Linked DNA regions of Macaca mulatta: region 1 is linked to region 2. Evidence: chromatin contacts called from public Hi-C data. All regions are on one chromosome and are shown on one strand. The core of a region is the stretch at or near the end of the contact, and the rest is flanking DNA. Distances in the headings are between cores, read along the strand shown. Region 1 holds the start of CLIC5 (chloride intracellular channel 5). Region 2 overlaps RCAN2 (regulator of calcineurin 2).

Region 1 (7,074 bases), core at 1,587-4,086, 140 kb after region 2:
TGTATCAGATATCTGCTAGACTTTAGCTATACAGCAATGGGAAAAAAAAAAGGCATGGGCCTTGTTCTTATGAAACGTAAGTACCCAATGAAGGATAAATATGTCAGCAATCAAAAAAATTCATTCAACAAATATGTATTTAGTACAAAATATGTACCAGGCACTGTTCTAGGCACTTGAGATGATGATGAAAAAGTGGACAAAGATTTGTCCCCATAAAGGGTTTACATTCCGGTAGAAGACAGAAAAAAACCTCTAGACACAGAAAAAAACCTCTACATTCCAGTAGAAGACAGAAAAAAACCTCTAGACACAATAAATAAGTTATGTATATATCTTAATAGAGGGTGATAAATACTATGGGAAAAGGGGGAAAAGTAGGGTAAGGGTTTTTAGTAATGGGACAGGGATGATGATAGGATTTGGGATGGGTTGTCATTTTAAACAGGACAGTCAGTGTAGCCTCATTGAGAAGGGGATATAAAAGTGAAAATTTGTAGGAGTTGGGGGAATTGACTATACAAGTATCCAGGGAAAGTGTATTTTGGTAGAGAGAACAGCCAATGTAAAAGAGTCTGATATGGGAGTATCCAGGAGTGTTCCAGGTTTAGAAACAAGGCTCAGTTGTCTGGAGCTGGGTCGGCAAGGGGGAGAAAAACAGGCATAGAAGAGTGGGTGTGGATTATGTAGGGCCATGTGAGCCATTGTAAGGACTTTGGCTTTCACTGAGATAAATGGGGAGCCATTGTAGGGGTTTGATCACAGAGCGATATGACCTGACTTACATTTGAACTGAATGACTTGTTTCATATTACAACATATAACTGTAGATCATGATAGATGTGTTCTAAAATAGGATAAGAGAGGGACCTAATTTGAAATATCTGTTTGATCTTGGACCCTAAGCTTAGCCAACCTCAGCCCTGCCTCACTGGGTCATTGTGGTGAGGCCTTGACAACGTGCTGTATTCATATGCACATGCTGTATACTATTCTTTGAAATAATGCAGAATGAAACAGAATCCAGTGTGAGATTATGAGCTACACACTGTATTAGTAGTAAAAGCATGAGTTGCATTGTTAAAAGGGGCAGTGTCACCCCCAAAGGGGTGAAGATTGGTTCTTGGGAAGTAAAAAAAAAAAAAAAAAACAGTTCTCTTTTAATGTACAAAACACAGATGTATATACAATATGCAAACAGATATGTAGTATATCTGCAGCATTTTTATTTCATGGGGAAAATATCTGAAAAGGATCCTTTGGGGGCAGGGAAGGGAGAGTGTGTGATCATGAAAAAACATTGGAAAATACTGAGTTAAGGAAGAGATTTAGTAGATTTAGTAGCAGAAAGATCACTGAGCTGGAGGTTCAAAAACCACAGCTAAAGTCAACTCTGCCATTAACTTTTTGTGTAAACTTGGACCATTCACTTCTGCTTTCTAGGTTTAAATTTTTTTCAAATGTAAAATAAAATGTTTGAATAATCTCTTAGGTTTTCACCAGCTCTAAAACTAGAAGAAGATTTGAATTGGAATCCATTCAGTTAAAAACACCTGATGATGGAACCTATCAAAATGTGTAAGGTATTTGGACCCATTGAATGTCACTTTTCAATAAAATAAACCTCCAGTGTCAATAGCTTTTGAAGTCTCTAGCCTCTTTTTCCTTACCCATTCTTTAAGCTAGAATTCTAGAAATGCTGCTCTAATTCCCAGTAGAAGATTCCTGGATACAATATTGAACTCTAAGAGTACAATGAAGTTTCGCCAAGAAGATGCTCATCAAATGTTCTGAAGCTTGTCAACTGGAGTTGCATTGCTTCACAGTTTTCACATGATTTCTAGACATTAAAGTCCCTTTACAACCTAGCTGGGTTGTCACTTCAAGGAGAAAGACGTATGTGGTGTGGCGAAGGTAAGCAGGAATTAGCAGGATCGAGTAACCAGATTTAAAAAAAAAAAAAAAAAAAAAAAAAAAAAAAAGGGAGAGGGCACACATATTGACAGCATCTGTGGATGGCATCAAGTGAACGGCCTTGTGCATACAATTTTTTATTGCTTATCCAGACCTGGGCTCATTGCACTAAGAAAACCTTAAATAGTTTTTCCTCAGTTTTACTTTTCTCTTCTGAGCTCTCTAATTACATTTGAAAGCCCCTTTGAAGAAAGAGAATGTGTCTTCTAACGCTTTTGTTGTGCTCAATTCAGCATTCTGTAAATGATAGGATTTTAGTGAGTGTTTGTTGATGGTGATGATCATGCAGATTTAAGAGGGAAAAATAAAAATTAAAGCCATAAGTCTTTGAGTCCCTAATTTTGGGCGGTCTATACTGACGTGTCTATAGGCCAGAACATTTATCTTCTTTTCCTTCTGCTGTTTAATCACCTAGTGGAGTTTCCAGATAAGAAATGTAAATGGAATTCATTACCTAACCAGGCCATGTAATTCATTTATCATAGGGTATCAATAGGCAAAGAATTGTTCTATGTGGTAAATTCAGTAGTAAATAGATGAGAGGCCATTGTGAAGAACTATAGCTCTCCACTGAACAGCAAGGGTTCTTGAATGTTGTCAACATTTGGAGGCTGTTGGAGGAGGGAGCTCTATTGATGAAAAATGGCTACGTATTCAAAATTTCAGGGCATACCAGGAACATAATTCAATTCAATCTCTGGCTTACCCAAACAATCTTGAAGTTACTGCCAACGAGGAAATCCCCAGGGTCTAATAAAAATATCTTTAGGAGTGAAGGAGTTAACTGAGTGTGTAAGCTTTATCTTCTGTCCAATGGACTTGTGGTTTGCTTATTAAAGTCTCCAGTAAATGATTGTTAGAGACCTGTCATTGATAGCAGTTGCTAGTTGCTGCCTTTTAAAAGCCCGTTGATTCCTCTGCAAGGTGGTGCAGCATCCTCTGTCCCTTCACTCATTTCGGATCTGCTCAGGCCTGCCTGTAAAAGGATCTCTCAGATCAATAAGCATGAATGACGAAGACTACAGCACCATCTATGACACAATCCAAAATGAGAGGACATATGAGGTTCCAGACCAGCCAGAAGAAAATGAAAGTCCCCATTATGATGATGTCCAGGAGTACTTAAGGCCAGAAAATGATTTATATGCCACTCAGCTGAATGCCTATGAGTATGATTTTGTGTCAGTCTATACCATTAATGGTGAAGAGACCAGCTTGGCCTCTGCCCAGTCAGAAGACAGAGGCTACCTCCTGCCTGATGAGATATACTCTGAGCTCCAGGAGGCTCAGCCAGGTGAGCTCCAGGAGGACAGGGGCATCTCAATGGAAGGGTTATATTCACCAACCCAGGACCAGCAACCCTGCCCAGAGGGGCTCCAGGAGAATGGGAGTGTGATGAAGGAAGACCTGCCTTCTCCTTCAAGCTTCACCATTCAGCATAGTAAAGCCTTCTCTATCAGCAAGTATTCCTCCACCTGCTATTCTGATGCTGAAGGTTTGGAAGAAAAGGAAGGAGCTCGCATGAACCCTGAGATTTGCCTCTTTGTGAAGGTAAGGTCTGCCTCTGACAGGTACACCCTGTGCATGTAGATATTGTGACTGCTATTTTATTTTGCTCTGAATGACCAGGGAAAGATTCATAATGTCATGGTCCTTGGATCTCAATACATATTCAAGAGCCGGAGTGACTAAATCAGTCATTAGAGTGTACTCAGCTCTTTTCAAAATTAGAGGAATTGGAAGGTGCATTTAAAGTGTGTGTTTAATCGTTGACTTTTGCATACCACGAGCAAAGCATGTTTCAAAAGGGTTCACATGACGGAGCCAAAATTGCTGCCCAAATCCTTGCCGTTGTGACTGACATTAAGTACATTTTTCTGTCTGGTTATATTTCCTTTGTCAACATGTTTAAAAGTGAAACCAAAGCTTGTGACAGAAAGACCTTCTTGTGCTTCTAAGGTCACAGATTTGTCAGATAGGTGGTCAATAAAGGCTATCTCTGTCACTAGCTTGCCCCTTTGGCACCAATATAACTAAAAATCCGTTGAAGTCAAATGATTTCAGTAGTAGTAAGACGCTAACTACCAGTGTTAATGTTTAATGCCTATGATATCTAAACAGAACCTTGGCGATCTTTGTATTAGACGACAAAGTAATAAAGTTATGGTTATAAATATTATCAAAATGTTAAGTGTTTCATACCTAAACAAATCATCTTTATTAATTAAGATGGCAGGCCCTTTTTCCCCAATGTCTCCCCCACAATGTGCATATTTATGTGATTTTTAAAAATGTTTTCACATTTATTAGTATAAATATATTAGTAAATGCTGCTTTTTCTTGCCAATAAAAATGATTATGAACCTACAAAAACCATAGTCCATACTCATTTCTCTCTCCGTCAGTTCCCAGTAACAGTTCTGATGAAACACACTTTACTCATTTTGCCTTTTATTGTCTTCTACTTTGTTCTTTTCTCTAATTGTTTTGTGTGTAAATCATGGATCACTTATCCTACTACAAGGTCCTTTTAAAAATAATCTAGTATAGTACTTGGTTCACACATATGTACCAGACACATTGCCCTGTACTCCGCTGAGCATTTTGGGAGGAAAGGGCTGTGCAAGACAAGGCCCTTGCTCTTAAATAATGAATAATAGGGTGACAGAGACAGACTTGCACTCAATGCATTCTAATACAATATAGTAAGAGATGAAACAGAGGAGTGAGTGGAGTGTGTGGGTGTTCAGAGAAGGAGTGCTGAGGTGTGTACTGAGTTTGGAGCAGCTCCACGGAGGAGGTGATGTTAGAACAGGTGCATTCAAGCAGTTTTCCAGCCTCCATATCCACATCACCACTGTCACACTGTGCAAACAAACTTTTTTTTTTTTTTTTTTTTTTGAGATAGAGTCTCACTCTGTCACCCAGGCTGAAGTGCAATGGCATGATCTCAGCTCTCTGCAACTTCCACCTTCCAGGTTCTAGTGATTCTCCTGCTTCAGCCTCCCGAGTAGCTGGGATTACAGGGGTGTGCCACCTGGTCTGGCTAATTTTTGAATTTTTAGTAGAGATGGGGTTTCACCATGTTGACCAGCTGGTCTCAAACTCCTGATCTCAAGTGATCTGCCCTTCTCAACTTCCCAAAGTGCTGGGATTACAGACATGAGCCACGGCTCCTGGCCACAGACTTTTTAAAAGTGAGGACTAGATGTACTTTTTTTTTTTTCTCATGACAGAAGCATCCATGCAAACTGCAACAGGCAAAGTGGGTCATCACCATGATCATCATCATTGTCATCATCACCATGGACCCATCTGACATTATTTCTAAATTTGGCTAAGTGTTTATCTCACTAGAAATTAACCTATGGCTGGTATTGAGCAAAAACAAAAGTAGTAGGAAAAAGAAGTGTTGGTACTTCCTGGCAGTACCGGCAACAGGGAAAATTGATTAACTAGAACATGTAATTCCTAAATTACTTAAAATTTCCTAAAGCAAATATTAGATTTAACTCTTTAAGTTTACATTATTTTTAGTGTAATTGTGTGAACCGAAAGGCCAGAGAGTGTCCCACTGACGTCAGCTTCTATGCATAAACTCCTTTTTAAGGGTATTCAGTAATAAAACGAGTGGCAGTTATAATCCCTGCTTCCCAGTTCCACACTTGGCCCCATCTTCACTGAAGTTCCTTATCCAATGTTGAATGGAAGTGGAATATACAAAATCGGGTAAAATAGGGCCTTCTCTGCTTGAGTGAAGAGAACTATAGGGTCTGAGTGTGACCTCAGGCCTTTTCCTCCTCCCAGCTCTGTGGAAGGGATGTTGGTTTCCCGCACTGGAGAAGGCTTTGTGGCTCACCATCTTCCTAGCAGGGCTTATGGCTTTGCAGTTCTGGTTGTTCTTCTCCTGGGCTGTTTTAGTGTGGACCACTGGGCTGCATTTATACTTGTATTCATTTGTGTATGTTTCCACCTGTTCTAGACATGTTGGCGAGAATATCATGCAGGTTTGTAAGTATATGTTTAACCAACATTTTATTGAGGCTTAATCATTTCATAGTGTTGACCAATTATTTAATTAAGTAACATATGCCATTCATTTATTCATTCAACAGATCTGGTGCCAGGTGCTGGGTTTACACCAATGAAGAAAAAAAAAAGTCTCGTCTCCCATGCACTTTTTTTTTTTTTTTTTTTGAGACAGAGTTTCACTCTGTCACCCAGGCTGGAGTGCAGCTCATGGCAACCTCCGCCTCCCGAGTAGCTTAGATTACAGGCATGTGCCCCCATGCCCAGGTAATTTTTGTATTTTTAGTAGAGATGGGTTTTCACTATGCTGTTCAGGATGGTCTCGATCTTCTGACTTCAAGTGATCCACTCGCCTCAGCCTCTCAAAGTGCTGGGATTACAGGCATGAGCCATTGTGCCCGGCCATGTCTCCCATGCACTTTGCATTGTAGAGAGAGAGACAACTGATAAACAAATAAATATAAAATATGGCTAATGGTGAAAGTGCTATAAAACAGGATATGGGTGTATTAATTTCTTATTTCTGCTCTAACGAATTACCTAAAACTTAGTGAATTAAAACAATACAAACAATCTCTTACAGTTCTGGGGGTCTGAAGTCTGAAATGAGTCTTATGGGGCTAAACTCAAGGTGTCAGCAGAGCTGTGTTCCTAGGCTCTGGGGAGAATTTGTTTCTTTCTCTTTTCCATCTTCTAGAAGCAGATCTCATTCCTTGCGCATGGCCCACACCACATCACCTCTTCTCTCCCAGTTTCCATCATCCCATTGCCTTCTTCCCACTCCTTTTGCATTTCTCTTGTAAGGAACTCTGTGATTAGATTAGACCCACAAGGATAATCCAGGATAATCTCCTCATTTTAAAATTCTTAATTTAATCACATTTGCAAGTCCCTTTGTTATACAACGTAATCTGCAACTTCTGGGAATTCGGACATGGCCGTATTTGGCAGATGGGGAGTGATGGTGAGTAGGGGCGAGGCGGTAGTGTGGCTGCAGTGGGTGAGCGAGGGAGACAAGGTGGGAGGAGATGAGGCTGGAGAGGTGCAGAGGCACAGACCATGATCACAGTA
Region 2 (7,250 bases), core at 3,249-5,748:
TATTGTTCAACTTACTGTCTTCTCTTCCTATTGAGGGAAAGAATGCATGTTTCATTCATTTTGGTATTCCCAGCACCTGAAACTACCTGGCACTTAATTGATGCTCAATAAATACTGGAGGAATTAATGCATGAATGAATGAATGAATAGAGCAGAGCTATTAGCCTGCCTAGAGATAGTTTCTTTACTGACAAATTGTTGCTTTCTTATAGCTTTAGCCAGACTCAGTCCAGAAGCATTAAATTCATGTTTTCTATAATTAGAGGACTTCTAGCATTTTCATTTAAAAAAACATGATTTAGTAAAATTTATTTTTAATCCTTTGGCAAAATCATTTCAGTAACAAATTATAACTAATTTCATGTTAAAGGATGACTACGTCAGTTCCAGAAGTACAGAAACAAATTAGAATGAGAGCAGAGAAAAGCAACTCAAATGATCAAAGGAATGGAGTTTTGCATTAGAGGAATGATGAACAGTGTTTAACTGGTAGAGCAGAGTGATTGAGAAGGTATGTAGACATTTAAAGCTGCTGGGAAAAAGTCAGTCTAAAGAAAGAACATTATGGAGCAGGGATCTAGAGTGAGATGGGACTCAGGCTAAGTCAACTGACTGGCTGCCCGCAGAGGCAATGGCACAATTTATTAGGATCCTTTCATGGAGAACAAATGAAACAGTAGGGATCCAGGCCACATCTCAGACAAGCAAGGGGCAAAACAGTCTCTAGTTCTTTAAGGAGGAATACTGGTGACCTTCTTTCAGAGAGGGACAAGTCCAATTCCTGAAAACTTCTAGAGTGGTCCTAGAAACAAACATAAAGAAAGCAGTGCAATTGTAATGGAACCATGATCAGACCCAAACCTGTGGGTGCCTATTGAAATCCTTTGAAATATTTAAGATGTTATGACAGGAGACAAAGGCCACGTTATATTCAAGAAGTGTCTGTCAGTTCTGTTTATTATACCGAGAGCAAGTTTATATTCTGAAAATTATGAGAGGCATAATTTTAAATATCCTTAATCGTTGTCCCCATGACTATTCTATCTTTGATCCAGAAAGTAAGTAAAATAGATAGTACACATTAGAAAATAAATAAATAAAAATAATGACTTAAAATTATGTGGGGATGAAGATAAATTACTATGCGCCAGGCACTGTTCTAAATACCTTACAATATTATTTAATGTTCACAGACAATAACAGGTATTATTATTGTCCTCAATTATACAGCTGGGAATGTGAGGCACAGAGTGGTTAAGTAACTTGTCCAAGGCGCACAGCTGCTAAATTAAAATATGTCCTCTGCCACTGGCAAGGAGAGTAAAGGATTGATTAAGCCAGCAACCTTGCCCTGGGAAGGGAAACATTTTTCTCTAGAAGAAATTTAAGATTGCTGTAAAGGAGAAATTTAAGAATACAAAACAACTTATGCCTCTCGTTCCCTCACATTTTATTTCTCTACTTTTTGGCACCCACTAAAACACACTACTGCATCAATTCTTTACAGTACATTTCATGCTTTTTTCTCATGTCCAGCAGGACGTGCAGAACCAAATTTGCCTTCCTTTGCTCTGTTGAAGGGGCAGTTATTGTCTCTATAACACAGAATCCTTGTGTGTTTCTATTAGTCCCTTGATGAATGTGTAGAAACCCATCAGTTTAACAGTGACCTAGACGGAATAAGATGGGCTCTGACCTTGAGGAGAATTATGAATTGAATATTTATTTTAAAATATCTGTTGTTCCTGACTCCAGAAGCAGTATGGTGCCAGGTTCTTTTTTGATGTAAAACAAAATAGGAAAAAAATAAAAACCCAGCCTAGCAAAATAGCTTATCTCCACCAATCAGCAGAAAATGGTAAAATAGAGATGCACGCGGCACTAACTGGATGGGAAATCAGAGGTGGGAAGCGAAATGCCGGCCTTTATTCTGCTAAGATGACTCTGGAAGGTCATGTTCATTGTCACTGAAAATGCCTGCAGGGAGCGATATGAAAAGTCATTGTCTCTTCTTTTTTTTCCTCCTGCTATTTTTAGCTCTTGTTAGGAAGATCAATTTTAGTTAACTGCAGAGAAGGGTTTTTAAAATGGTGCTTGAGTTTCAAGTTGCATTTGTCTGCTATATTTAGATTTTTTTCCAAATTCTTCTGTATCAAAACATGGCATAGTAAGGCAACTTTGCTGGTATTACTGCTTGATATGGTGTTTCCCCCAATGGAAAAAGATATTCCATTAACTAATGTAACCTATACTAAAGAAACATTTTCCATTCCAGGCTCTGATTCAGAGGTAGAAAAAAATTCAGTTTTTAAAATATAGATGAACACCTATATTTTTGGTGCATGTGGTATGAACATTATATAAGGCCTCAATTCTCGTTCAGCAATTGCTATATTCTCTGATCACAGAAACAATAGGCAAGTAAAACAGCGAGTGTCCAGTGTTCCTGTTAGCATAGTCTATCTGTGTCATACTCCACCTAAGGGACTCAGATTGGGATCCGGGAGCACATGTTCAAATTTTCCCATTTCCTTTTAAAGAATTGTCCCTGGAAAAAAAAAATAGGTTTTTTAAGAGGCTTTTCTTCCCAGTATATATTTCATTACTTTATCTTCCATCACTATGGAATAGCAGTATTAGAATACTTCCTTTTCTAATTTTACAGGTAAACAGGTAAACTGTAGAAAAACAGAAAAAACATATGACCAAAACCTGGGAAAATATGAATAACAAATCCTATTGCCCATAAAAAAAGTACTTTAAGGAAGAATCATTGTAGTGTTTACCCTTGCATTTTTTCTTATAGGTGTGTGTGTGTGTGTGTGTGTGTGTGTATGTGTCCTCACAGTTGTGGCAGGGGCTGGGCCCCTGACATGGGGCAAGGGAGAACAGGATGGTCCGTTCCCAGAGAGGACCCAGCCCACAGAGGGCTCTCCCAGGCAGCTCCCCTTTGCTTCATCTCCGCCACTTTCCTCTCACCCCATGTGGATGAGCCCATTTTCTCTGGTCTTTCTCCCTCTTTATCTTCCCACCTCTTTCCCCTCTGTGTTTCCCTTAGTTACCTTGCCTATACCTTCCCTCTGGGGTTCTGCTTCTTTTTCTTAACCATTAATTCAGGTCCTCAGTCAATCAGTTGATCCCATAAAGTACTTTGGGTCCTAAATGTCTCAGGAGGGGATGAAGATAAATCCCCCCATCCCCCATCTAGTATTAGAGAGAAACCTCCAGAAGATAAGCAAATGTTCTTATACTGAAATATATATAGCTCCCCTTATACCAAAACTACGAGTATGCTCTTTCTCTTCTTTCTCTTTCTCTCTCGCTCACTCTCATCCTCCTCCTTCCCCATCTTACCAAGGATGCCTTCTTATTTCCTACTTTGATATGGATCAGAACTGAGGAGGGGGAGGAAAGGAAAAAGAACCCTAATTATTTCATCAATATTTTCTTAAAATGCACCCATACGAGGCCTACTGAGGTAGAATGTCAGTTTGCAGCCCTGATGTCACCTGCAGCATCCCACCCTCATGCATGCCTAAATCTAGGAAGTAGTAAGGAGGTTACACCGGTCACCCAGTAGACCTGGATTAGAGTTCACCACTTTTCTCTGGGATCCACCAAAATTCAATAGGAGCTCATGGAAACACAAAAGAATCAGAGAGAAAAAAGTTTACAAAGGACTGAATTCCCTGGAATCTGTCTTTTAATCCCAAATCCTCTTTCCACTTCCACTTAGAAAATAAGTTCTTCCTCTGCTTCCAGATTGAGCTTGTGAATAGGCAGCTACCAAATAGCTATGATTTTTATGTTTCCAATAAGTCTCTCTGCACCTTTTATTTTATAGCTGTAAATGGAGATCCAACATGAAGAGAGGCTTTTCTCTTGCCTCAGGATAATGATTAAAACATAGGATGTGAGTTTGAATCTAGGTTCCACATTTTATTAGCTCTGTGACCTTGAGCAAGTTTCTTAACTTCTCTGTGCCTCTGCTTCTTCAATAGTAAAATCAGTTTGTGGCAAGCATCAAATGAGATAATCCATATAAAACTGTATAGCCAGTATCATACATAGGAAAGGCTCAGTGTATGTTACCTATTCATTACCACTTGATTTTCAAAGCCTTCTATTAAAATGTGTCACTGAGTGTGGTGGCTCACCTCTATAAATCCCAGCACTTTGGGAGGCTGAGGCAGGAGGATCAGTTGAGCCTAGGAGTTTGAGACCAGCCTAGGCAATGTAGTGAGGCCCCTGTCTCTACAAAAAATAAAAAATAAGATTATCTGGGTGTGGTGGTGCATACCTGTAGGGCCAGCTACTCAGGAGACAGAGGTGGGAGGATCACTTGAGCCCAAGAGGTCAAAACTGCAGTGAGCTGTGATCCTGCCCCTGGACTCCAGCCCAGGCAACAGAGCAAAGTGAGTCCCTGTCTCAATAAAAAAAAAAAAAAAAAAATGTTAAGTGCATGTGTTAAGCTCTTAGCTCAGTGCTGCTCAATGTGAAAGCTATGATATTTTAGAGTTGACAGTCCTACACATTGCAGTACATTTAGCATCCTTGGGTCTCACCTACTAAATGCCAACATCCACCCACATCATATGACAAAAAAAAATCCATTTCCAGACACCATTAGGGGTTTAACACTCTTATGTGAGAACCATACTAATTATACTTTCTCAAATGTGACAAAGACTTGTCAGAGGCATAGAGGCATAGAGCGCCTAGTAAGGGGTCAGTGGTGGGTGCAGAAAGAAGAGTGGAAGAGAGGTGAGACATATAGAGAAGCAACTCCTGCCTCCAAGCTTTGCTCACTCCTCTATCCCTTCCCAGACACACACACACTTTTTTCCTTCCCTATAGAAAACTAGGGGAAGACAAGAACAAAGAGAGTTTGCGTGGGCCATGTCCATTTATCAATTGCTACATAACAAACTATCCCAAAAATATAGGGCCTAAGACAACAGTCATTTATTTTGTTTACAAATCTGCCATTTGGGCCAGGCTCAGGGGGAAGGGTCATCTGTCCCATGCAGTGTTTCTGGGGCAGCACAACTGGGGGCTGGCAAGTGAACTTTGAAGATGATTCACTCACAGGGTTGGCAAAATGGTGCTGTTAGCTGAGAGTTCACTTAGACTCTGAGTCAGGGCCCTGGTTCTTCTTAACGTGGGCCTCTTCATGGGCTGCTTGGGCTTCCTTACAACTTAGACGTAGGGTTTCAAGCATGAGCATTCTGCAAGAGCAAAGTAGAAGTGCATGACGTATTTGTTACCTAATTCAGAAGTCACACTGCTACCTTCCACCACATAGGTTGAGGATCCCTTATTCAAAATGCTTGGGGCCAGAAGTGTTTTGCATTTTGGATATTTTTGGATTAGGGATATGCAACCTGTACTATATTTGTCAAGACAGTCATTAAAGCCTGCCCAGGATTGAAGGGAGAGAACACAGAGGGAACACTCCTTGATGAAACATTGTCAAGGTTCCAGGAGAGTATGTGGGGTGGGAGACATTATGACCATCTTTGGAAAACACAACCTGCTACCACAAATAACTTTCCTGTTGAGAATTCACCCGTAATATGAGAGATAATACAGTTTTAAAATGAGAAAAATGTAGAGGATCTTCTTTCAGAGTCCAAAGCTTCCTTCCCTAAGAGATGCAAATTAACTCAGTTTATAATTTATAGTCTTTTCATAATTTATTGTGTTGTCTTTTGAGAAGATTCATTGTCAAAGAGACCATGTCTAGAATAACTATCAATGGCCAAAACAAAACAAGGCAAGGTTCAGAAGGAATACATAATCCATCTTTAGCTAGAGAACAAATATTCACGAAAAATATGAGTTGCCATGAAAATGTATTAAAAGTGAAAGATAAAACTAGGCTCCCTGTCCGTAGAGTCACTTGTAGAATATGAAAACAGTGGGAAGTATGAGAGTTAGGGACAGAGAGGGACTATGAGCACATTCTTTGAAGTCAGGAAAACCTGAGTTCAAATCCTGGCTCTGGCATTTACTACCTGTGTGATCTCAACTTCCTGTTGTGTAACTAGACATTATGAAACCCACATGACAGAGCTGTTGTTATAATTAAAGATCTGTTTCATGCCAAGTAGTTACAGGCTTTCCTGTGCCTGGCATTTGTAAGTGCTCCATAAACAATTGTTACTATGTTTAGGGAATGTAGTGAGTTTCTATGACACCTACTGTGTGCTAGCACTGATAGAATGCTGATAAGAGGATAGACGCTTGCCTTTAAATGGTAAAAGCTAAAACTTACACAAGTTAAACTATAGGAAGAATATTCATGTGTGAGTACATACCAGACATCACACAAGTATGTTAGTAATGGCCAAGCTTGATGCTCTTCATAAATCAATCACATATTCATTGAACATTAACATGTACCTTAAGCTGCAGCAATCACAAAACATGAAGTCTTGACTTCCATGGTTTGGAATATAACACATTGCTAGAGGAAATAACTAATGAATAAGACAAAAGGTGATATAATTAAGTATTATAAATGAGTGTTTCTGACTATCTCAAAAAAAAAAGAAAAGCTGATATTCAAACGGCAACATAAGATTTTCTGTCTCATGAAAATAGAGGTATAGAAAAGGTTAGGAAGAGAGGAAAAAAGGAGAGAAAATTGCCAGTGATGACAGAGAAAGGGGAAGTGGTGGTTGGAGGAAAAGGGATAGGTTCATTTTGAAGACCAGATTATGTGATACCCACTACCGTGAGATGCAGCCTGTTATCATTCTCCCCTTACTGCCCTTTGCAATGGTGTCTCCACTGAGGAAAAGCTCTTTGCAATTGTTCAGCTGCTTAATTCTTTGACTATTGTGTGATGCAATCAGATTAGTTAATCATACTGGAAACCGGGAATTACTTGGGGGCAACAGTGGCCAAAATAATATCGCCCTAAATAATCATAACATGCATCTTGGGAGAGGGCTTTATCAAGTATTTGACACATATGTCTGTTTCATAGTATCCCAGTGATATGAGTGTTGTCCACATTGATGAGGAAAACTGAGGTTCAGAAATGTTATATAACTTTCTCAGAGTCACATTACTCATATGTGATAAGGTGAACTCTCCAACTGTTGTCTTAGGTGGCTTATTCTGGCACGGAAGTTAGTTCCTGTCATGGGGAAACTAGCAAAGAGTATTTTGAGTGGGAGGGTTAGTCATGAATAGGGTTATAACAAGGGGTGTGTGGGGAAGGAGCATGCAGAGAAGGGTTG

What was found. Hi-C and Micro-C count contacts between places; a contact is called where the count stands out from the background.
Region 1: a Hi-C map of sperm shows a contact between it and region 2, with 2.6 times the contacts expected there. The contact joins the promoter of CLIC5 here to the enhancer-like site in region 2. A contact is called at or near these places in 4 of 14 Hi-C or Micro-C datasets (fetal cortical plate, fibroblasts, liver and 1 more).

What each region holds. Positions count from the first base shown.
Region 1 is chr4:136,081,354-136,088,427 of T2T-MMU8v2.0, forward strand. CLIC5 (chloride intracellular channel 5) reads left to right here and starts at 2,837. Exons shown (of 6, transcript XM_077999833.1): 1 at 2,837-3,525. The coding sequence starts at 2,980.
Region 2 is chr4:135,936,598-135,943,847 of T2T-MMU8v2.0, forward strand. The region is part of intron 4 of RCAN2 (regulator of calcineurin 2); the gene reads left to right. Among named protein-coding and RNA genes, the nearest start is that of ENPP5, 57 kb to the right of the region's middle. Within about 2 kb of position 4,499, at least 2 of the 40 cell types and tissues checked have an H3K27ac peak or open chromatin away from gene starts, as enhancers often do.